Regions from separate parts of the Danio rerio genome. Here region 2 is linked to region 1. The links are chromatin contacts, called in public Micro-C maps. All regions are on one chromosome and are shown on one strand. Each heading gives the region's core, a stretch centred on a gene start, on an enhancer-like site or on the middle of the called end of the contact. The rest is flanking DNA. Distances are from core to core; before and after follow the strand shown.

Region 1 (4,898 bases), core at 1,720-4,219:
CAACTAGGCATTCAAACAACATAAAACATTTTGTATATGAATTAAAGGTTTTGCTACACACATACAAAGTTAGTTGTACAAATGATAAATACTGCAGCCATAATTATCGCAGGAAAAGTTGGATTCAGATATCAATTCATCTACAATTATAGCTTCACTGACGATGTAAACCTGACGTTTGGCTACAATAACTGGATTCAATCTTACAGACGCATTTTAACTAAACTGAGTCAAGCTTACCTCGAAAAGCGACTATCAATCTAGAAATACATTTTATAAATGGATTTTAACGGCATGAATATTAAAATATTCTCAAAATTTGCCTTCAAACCTCTGTGCAGTCATTTGTGATGACCTCAGCCCTTCTCCACTCTCCCTCAGAAAACCGCGCCATTTCTGACGGCCGCGCGCGCGCTCTTGTGGTCGAGCACGCGATTGACGCAGCAAAATCAAGAAGTAGAAAAGTTAATATTTCCATTTATTTCCCTCTAAATAGGACATTTCTGGCTTTCAGAGAAGCAAATTTCGACTTAGGTGACTCAGTTACGAGATAATCGTGTTTACACAAACGTTTTAACGGAACTGTAGCTAGAATTTTTCATTTATCAAAACCGTTTTCCGTGCTGAGGTATAAGAATTCGTCAAATGCAGCCTATTTCTTTAATGTTGAGTATACGACCAAGCATTCGAGAGTGATGTGCACAAGAGAGAGTGCATTAGACTATCAAGTAACATTCATCAAGTAACATCAAGCGCTCAGAATTCAGGCAAAACAATATACAGTGTACAGGGAATGTGGAACATTATTAAATCTGCTAATTTAATATAAGAGGGGGCTAATGCAAATCCTACTTAGCACTTCAGTATAAGAACTGAAGACACATAATAACTATAAAATGCACCATAAATTTCTTTTTATGAAAATTCTTGCACTTCAGCTTCACTGCCTAAGGGAGGAATTTAACGTTGTTTAAACTTGGTGAGAAACACACAGGTACATGCACAAACATGAGCTTCAAACTATCTTTATAGTAAAATTGCTAAACAAGTCACTGAAGTCAAATCATGAGTTACCAACGAGGTCAGCTTACATCATAGCGTCTTGTTTAATTATAGGCCTATTCTTTTCCAATTCAATGGGTGTTCTGTATTCATATCTTCATTTGTTCATTCCCCATCTTCAGTTACTCAACCTTATCCAACACAGCTCACAAGCATGAACGGCTGGTGTTCAAACTCTGCACATCTTTATATTCATTTTCTTTTCGGCTTAGTCCATTTGTTATTCAGGGGTCACCACAGCGGAATGAACTGCTGACTTATCCAGCATAAGTTTTATGCAGCGGATGCCCTTCCAGCTACAACCCATTACTGGGAAACACCCATACACACTCATTCACACACATACACTATGGACAATTTAGCTTTCCAAATTCACCTATACTGCATGTCTTTGGATTTGTGGGGGAAACCGGAACACCCGGAGGTACCCCACGCCAACACAGAGAGAACATGCAAACTCAACACAGAAATGCCAACTGACCTAGCCGAGGCAAACCAGCGACCTGGTTTGCTCATTTGACCTGGTAGCTCATTTTTAAAATGAGTGCATCATTTGATGAGTCAGTTAATGGCCTATGATTTATAAGTTCTTACTGGCATTTAATTGAAGAACCTTTAACATTGTATTTGGAAAAAGTGTATTAAAATGTTCTTTAAAAAATTGCTCACTGAATGGTTCCCAGGGGAACTCTTTTTATGGCATCTGATGGCAATGATGCTTTAAAAGAATAATTTTTGGTTCCTCAAAGAATCTTTCCGTCAACATTTTTTTGAAGAACTATGTTTGTCGTTGTGTGAAGAACACATTTTATTAATTATTAATTACAATTATTAATGTTATTTTTATAATATAAATAACCGTTTCCAAAAAAATTCTTCGAATAGAAAAAGATTCAACAAATGTCACAGGATCTTTGAACCATCAAGTTCATTAAAGAACCTTTATTTTTTTTTAAGAATGCAACAGAAACACTGTAACACCCAACAGTCAACTTTATCAAATGAAATGAGTGTAGTAAACTCAAAATTTACTGAAAGTTTATACAACTCATTTAAAAAAGAATGTTGAACTCAGTGTTTAAGGTATAATGAATGAATTTACCTCATTACATTAAGTTCACAGTACTCATATAGGTTAGTTTTTTTTTACTAAAATGGTTTGTAGCGATCAGTTTCCTCAAACGGTTTGAGTTGCCTTAACTTATTGGTTTGTACAGTACTCAGTTAGTTTGAGTTCTCTTATTTTATTGGGTTTTACTGTGTTCAAACTGCTTTGTTTACTCAAATGGATTAAGTTCACAGTACTCATTAGTATTAGTTTTTGAACTTAAAGGGTTTTTTGCAATCGGTTTCCTCAAATGGTTTGAGTTACCTTAACCTTTTAGGATTTACAGTGCACAATTGAACTGAAATAAAGGTGTTCTGACAATAATCCCAGAACAACACTTTTTTCAGTGAAGAGTTCTTTGAACCATTTAGCGTGAAGGACATTTTAACAATCTAAAGAACCTTTTCCCCCGCAAAACAAATGTTTTGTGCAAAGTTTGCATGGATGTTAAAAGGTTCTTCATAGAGCAATCAATGCCAATAACGGTGCAACCTTGAATATACAAAGATTTTAGAGCGTGAGAGTGTTTACTACAGTAAATCCAGCACTAAAAACAAGAAAATGTTTGAACATGTACAGAGATATTCTCATCTGAGAAACTTTTGGAGGGGGAATGTAAGCGTGTATCTTACTTCCTGGAGGGGATGATCAGTCAACTGATTTTACATCTCAGCGTCACCTTTCACTTTACGTGATTTAAGCTGATAGAATTCCTTGCTGTCAGCAAGTTTTGAGGTCAGCAGGTCCTTCCTTGACAGCTTCACCAGCGTATAAAAGAACTCAAAGCTTCTGCACTGTACTCACTCTTCAGGCAGAGCAGAGTAAGACACCAACCACCATCCACATGGCTACCACCTTCTCCAGCGGAAGCTTCGTTTCCAGCAGGTCCTCCATGGGCTCCTCGCGCCTCTCTTCTTCAGGTGGAGGAGGTGGCCGCATCAGCGCCATGAGGTCTGGCAGTGTGTATGGAGGTGCAGGAGGCGCAGGGGTCCGCATCTCCAGTGCATCCCGCTCCATGTCCGCAGCAGGATCAGGAGGTAACTTCGGCTTTGGAGGTGGATTTGGGTCTGCAGGTGGTGCTGGTGCAGGGTTTGGGGCTGGTGGAGGATTTGGTGCTGCAGCAGGAGGAGGATTCTGGGGAATCGGTGCCTCTGGAGCAGCAGATGACAGCATCATTGGCAATGAGAAGTTCACCTTGCAGAATCTCAACGACCGTCTGGCTTCATACCTGGACAAGGTGCGCTCTCTTGAGAAAGCCAATGCTGAGCTAGAGTTGAAGATACGGGAGTTCCTGGAGAACAAAATCTCTCCTACTGGAGCTGCACGTAACTACTCTGCCTTCGAGACTGTTGTCAGTGACCTCCAGGCTAAGGTAAGTCTAATTAGGCAGATCATTTGAGGTTACTGCTTATTTGTATAATACAACCACACCATAAAAAAGGCAAAATATTTATAATTTTTACTTCTCAGATCTTGGCCGCCATACAGCTGAATAACACTGTTCACCTCAGTATTGACAACTCCAGCTTGGCTGCGGATGACTTCAGAATAAAGTAATTCTTTTTACCATTAAAATCATTTTTACATTAAGATTATTTAAAGTGAACACTGGAAATTGGTTTTGAAACCAACTTAACTAAGAAATTCATAATAAATTTAGCAAACTTTCCAAAGAAATGTCAAGTAACACTTTGTATACAAGTGAAATTTTGAAGTAAAACTGCAATCATAACTGTTGTAAAATTGACTAAATAATACACACAGATATTCCAACGCAATCTCACTGCAATTCGGAAGTTTTTGATTTAGTGGCTAATTCGTATGAATTCGTAAGATCTAATTCGTACAATTTAGTACGATTTGCTCATGACCCAGTGACGGTTGAGGTTAGGCATGGGGTTGGGTGCCAGGCCTTCTTTTTAAAATCGTACATTTTCGTACAACTGAACTCGTATGAATTTGTAAGAATTAGCCACTAAACTGACAAAACATGAAATACTTACTGTACGTTTCCTCATGAGGTCAGGCTGGATATTCAGTACTTAACATTTGAAGTGGACCAATAACGGTTTTGAAACTGTCCAAAGTAAAGAATGGGTGGTGTTCACTAGCGTAAGGACAACTTTGATGAAAGACTTCCACTTCAAACATTGGCTACTGTGTATTTTATCCTGTTGTTTTTTGCTTTGCAGATATGAGAATGAGCTGAGCATGCGTCAGTCTGTGGAAGCTGACATCGCTGGGTTGAAGAATGTTCTCAGTGACCTCAACATGGGCCAAAAAGACCTCAATCTGCAGATCGAAGCCCTCACTGAGGAGCTGGCCTACATGAAGGCGAATCACCAGGAGGTAATAAATCATTACAAAACCTTTCAGGCTAGTAGAAAAACTCAAAATGTATGCTATCAAGAAGTTATATCCCGTTATTGATGAATCTCATACAATCTTTCCAATCTTCATTGAAGAAAAAAGGTTATTTAGAGATCTGAATCTACTTCAGAGTCAGAAATAAATATTAATTTAAGAACCATTTACTAAAAAATGCTTCTGAGAATCTAAAAAGGTGGCATTTTTTTAAAAATAGCGCAGTTCAACAATTTAGACAGGAGGTCAGGTCGGGTCAGCGTTATATCTTTAACCTCTAGATGTCACTGTTTTGTTACAAATTTTCATTCCATTCCATTCGAGGTCAAGGATAAACAGGTCATGCTGTGAAAGTGTTTTTAAA
Region 2 (4,898 bases), core at 1,222-3,721, 260 kb before region 1:
TTCACTAATCATTTCATAATGCAAATTTGCTACTTAAAAAAGATTTTGCCATTATCAATACAGATTTCAGTGGAAACTGCTATATGTTTATGATTTTATTTGCTGCTCAATATTGTTTTTAATAGAAACCATGATACATTTTGTCCAGCATTACTGCATCAACAGAAACACACATTTATTTTAATGCATTTTTTGCAATATTATTATTATATAATTTTCTGTGATACAAACATCAATTTCATCATAATTGATAATATTATAATATCAAAATAGTATATTATAATATCAAAACTAATAAGCATTATAATGGCAGTTGTCAGTACATAATCCTTCTCAAATTAGTTTAATGGTGATTTTGTTACTCTAAAATGATTATCAATCTGGATTTCAGTGGAAACTGCTATTTTTTAGAATAATTTTATTGACTAAAATCACAGCATTCATTTGCTGCTCAATTTTTGTCACAATATTACACAATTATTTTCTGTGATACAAACATGAATTCAATCATAATTAATAATATTATAAATATCAAAATAGTATATTATAATGTCAAAATTAATAAGTAATAAGTTGCAAGTACAATATGGTCCTTCATAAATCATTTTAATATGCAGATTTGCTACTTAAAAAACATTTACCGATTATCAATATAGATTCAGTGGAAACTGCTATTTTTTTAATTTAAATAACTGTATTGACTAAAATGACAGCATTTAATTGCTTCTCAATATTTTTTTATATACAAACCATGATACGTTTGTCCAGTATTACTGCATCAACAGAAACAAGAAAAACATTTTTAAAGCATTTTTCGCATTATTACACAATTATTTTCTGTGATACAACATAAATTTAATCATGATTAATAATATTAAAATAGTATATTATGATGTCAAAATTAATAATACGTGTCATTATAAGTTGCCAACATGACTCTTCACAAATCATTTTAATATGCAGATGTGCTACTTAAAAATAGATTTAAAGATTATCAATATGGATTTCTGTGGAAACTGCTATATTTCTATTATTATATTGACTAAAATTACAGCATTTATTTGCCGCTCAATATTGTTTTTATAGAAACTATGATCCATTTTATCCACTATTACTGCATCAACAGAAACATGAAAAATAATATTTTTTAAGTATTTATTCGTAATATTACACAATCAATTTCTGAATAACTGAATGCATGCTTGGAGTGGAAAAGCACCAACTACTCACTAAAAAAATATTGACCCTCTGTCCATTTCAAGATTGAGGTAAAGGTAGTTTTATATTTGAACATTCGTTCATTTAACAGTCTCTGTATTGTTTAACACGCTAATTTGAATATTCGGTCAGAATTAAAATGCAAGTATGACTTTAAAACCACATTAGCACTATCTAATGGACTGTAAACAATGTTGTACTTTGATAATCATTGGCTGCTTACACGATTTCCCTATTTAAAATTTGCAAAGAATACTTTTCTGAGATTATATTATTAAGGAGAATGTCTGAATATCCGGATATAAAACATACTTTACCTCTATCATTTCAAGTTGGTTTTATATTCATACATTAGTTTTATTTTCTCCTTATATTGTTTACCTACGCTACTTTAATTATATGGTCTGAAATGTCATGCAAGTACGACTTCAAAACAACATTAGCACTATTTAATTGACCGTGAACAATGTTAGTCATGGGCTGCTAATATGAGTTTCCTATTTTATTAGAATTCACAAATAATACTTTTGAGAAATTAGATTATATTATTAAGGAGAAAGTCTGAATGTGCAAATATAGCACCATGTTTTGCCTCATTTGCATTGACAATCTGAAAATCTTGCATATGATATACATTGTCCTCGTTAACGGATCAACCACTGCAGCTCAGATAACATGAATGAAGCTTAACGGGATTTCCTTATTTCTAACCTGACCAGTTTTCAAGGAAGAAACATGGAAGCTACATTACAACCAGTTTAAATTAACGTATACATTTATGTTGGATGTCCGTTTTTCTGATGCCCATGAGAGCTAATTAGAATAATGTTTAACGTCACGGTATCATAAATCAGTGTAGCTGCTCTGGAAATCTAGAGGAAAACTAATTGTGTGCTATGTAAACAACACTGCCTGCAGTCTAACGCATACTTTATTCAGCTAATTTCAGCTATAAAACCAATAAATACGTGTGGTTAAATTAGGTTTATGCATGACTCGTTATTTACTCGTACATGTATTTATTTGTGAATTAGCTAGACTTTAGCCTTAGCTTAGCTTGGCCTCAGCAGGTGCGTCGGTCACGTCAAGACGTTTTCTGCCAAACTGACCGACGCTGCGTGAGAAAAAAAATGTCCCGTTTTGTCGAGCTTGGCGTAATTTGTTTATGCAATGTATTAAAACAATGTTCGTGCCTACTTTTTTCCGGAATGTCCAATGTTTTCGCAAACCGACTTCCCCTCAGACATGATCCCGCGCATCAATCGCCTTGATTTGCTCCCCAGTTCGGACCGGAAATGGCGTCACAGTAGGTCTTCACGTGAAAATGTTTATTGATTTTAAAAGCCTCTGTTTTTTAGAAATATCGAACGCAAAGCAAAGATAATCTGATGTACTTGTGAACCTTTTTTCTTTTAGCTGTAAAAATGTGCGGTAAGATGTATCGTAAATGTATCTTTTATTAACAAGTTGCATTTTTATATTGTTTTTAATCTTTAATATGCCACAGACCACAAATCATCCTTATGTGAATACTATAAATACTATAATATGACATGGGTTAAACTATGACTTGGAAAGAAATTCGTTTGTAATTAATTACAGTAAAACATTTATAGTCATTATAGTAGCTGGTGTATTTGGTCAGTTATTTTTCACATTTAATTATTTTTTTTCTTTTACGTTTTAATATAAATCTACTGTTAAATGTTGGCTGCTTATTTGAATTTTGCTCATCTTTTTTATATTACAAGTATTAGAATAGTATAATTACATTTTTGTTTGTTTCTTTTATACTGTTTAACACAGTAAAATATTTTCATTTATATTTTCATTAATTCATGACAATTTGACAATTTTGAATTTTTGATCATTAAGACTTTCATAGTAAAATGTAATTTATTATTTTTATCTATATTTTAAAAGCTTTGTTCAGACATTCAAGGTTCTTGTTAAATTTTTGAGTTCATTCTGTTTCAAATTTTGCTCTGTTCTCTCAATTTCAATTTCAATTTAATAATTGCTTTATTGGCATGACAAATGTATTGCCAAAGCATTTATAAAGTTTACATTAAAAAAAGAACATTATATATATATATATATATATATATATATATATATATATATATATATATATATATATATATATTATAATATTATATAATATTATATAATATTATATAATATTATATAATATTATATTATATTACACACACACGCACACACAAACACAAGTATACTTACAATGACTCATTTATAATCATCTAGACGTGTGAGCTGGCATGTTCCCTGTAATGAATTATTAATTTTCTATTTGTCAAGTTAATTTGCCGATTTGCATTGTCTATTAAAATAATCTTAATACGATTAATTTCTTGCACAATAAAATGTAGTTGCGGGTGGTTCATAACGCTGTGGTGACCCCTGACTAACAAAGGGACTAAGCCGAAACGAAAGTGAATAAAAATGTAGTTGTGTGATGATGATGATGATGATGATGATGACGCTGCTGATTAACCAGGAATACTACATGCCGCCACGTGGTGGTGCTGGAGGATTAAATATATGCCCATCCCATGGTTTGTGTGGCTAACCTAATGATTATTTTTCTTTTCAGCTTAGTCTCTTTACTAATCAGGGGTCGCCAAAGCAGAATGAACCGCCAACTTATCCAGCATGTTTTACCAGCGGATGCACTTCCAGCTGCAACCCATCACTAGAAAACACCCATACACTCTTATTCACACACTAAGTCCAACTTATTCAATTCACATATAGCGCATATCTTTGAACTGTGGGGCAAACCTGACACATGGAGGAAACCCACGCCAACACGAGGAGAACATGCAAACACAGAAATGCCAACTGATCCAGCTGGGGCTTGAACCAGCGATCTTCTTGCGGCGAGGATGGCATCGCTACCCGTTGTGTCATCGCGCCGTCAAATGTCAAATAAATAAATATTTTTAAAAATGCGTATGTGTATATAAATAAATAAATGTAACAATAGAATAATAAAAAGCAATATATAATAATAAAACAAATATATAGTATATTTTTAATTCAAATTAATCCTAAATCATTTGTATGTTTAATTTTTTATTTGTACACACACCCACTCACACACACACACACACACACACACACACACACACACACACACACACACACACACACACACACACACACACACACACACACACACACGCACATACATACATACAGTAGATGGATGGATGGATAGATAGATGAATGGATAGATAGATAGATAGATAGATAGATAGATAGATAGATAGATAGATAGATAGATAGATAGATAGATAGATAGATAGATAGATAGATTAGTACACTGTAACTAGTCTACATGTTATTTACTCATATTGTAAAGTAGATATCTCTATAAATGTCCCTGTGTTTGGACTAATGAACACACAAGAGATTCAAATGATTAAAACACAAGTACATTTCCTACATATTTTATAGCTGCTTCAGCCTTAAACAAAAGTGAAAAAGCAGAGACAGTTAATATAATTCAGTTTATTTATTTGAAAACAACAGAAATTACTGTCAAACTAAAATGTTCAGTAAAAATGCATATTCACTGACTTCCTGTTGACATTCCGTGCATGTTTTTTTTATTTTAATTTAAATGTTTGCTTCTTGCAGATGGTAATGCTGAAGTA

Evidence for each region. Hi-C and Micro-C count contacts between places; a contact is called where the count stands out from the background.
Region 2: a Micro-C map of caudal fin shows a contact between it and region 1, with 6 times the contacts expected there. The contact joins the promoter of wipf2b here to the promoter of krt1-19e in region 1. A contact is called at or near these places in 4 of 18 Hi-C or Micro-C datasets (caudal fin and embryo) and 1 of 4 datasets of contacts at active chromatin or transcription factors (embryo).

What each region holds. Positions count from the first base shown.
Region 1 is chr19:6,278,472-6,283,369 of GRCz12tu, reverse strand. krt1-19e (keratin, type 1, 19e) reads left to right here and starts at 2,969. Exons shown (of 8, transcript NM_001114342.1): 1 at 2,969-3,542; 2 at 3,641-3,723; 3 at 4,363-4,519. The coding sequence starts at 3,015.
Region 2 is chr19:6,536,942-6,541,839 of GRCz12tu, reverse strand. It overlaps wipf2b (WAS/WASL interacting protein family, member 2b), which reads right to left and starts at 2,471. Exons shown (of 8, transcript NM_001002165.1): 1 at 2,416-2,471. jupb (junction plakoglobin b) reads right to left here. Exons shown (of 17, transcript XM_073931440.1): 17 at 4,744-4,898.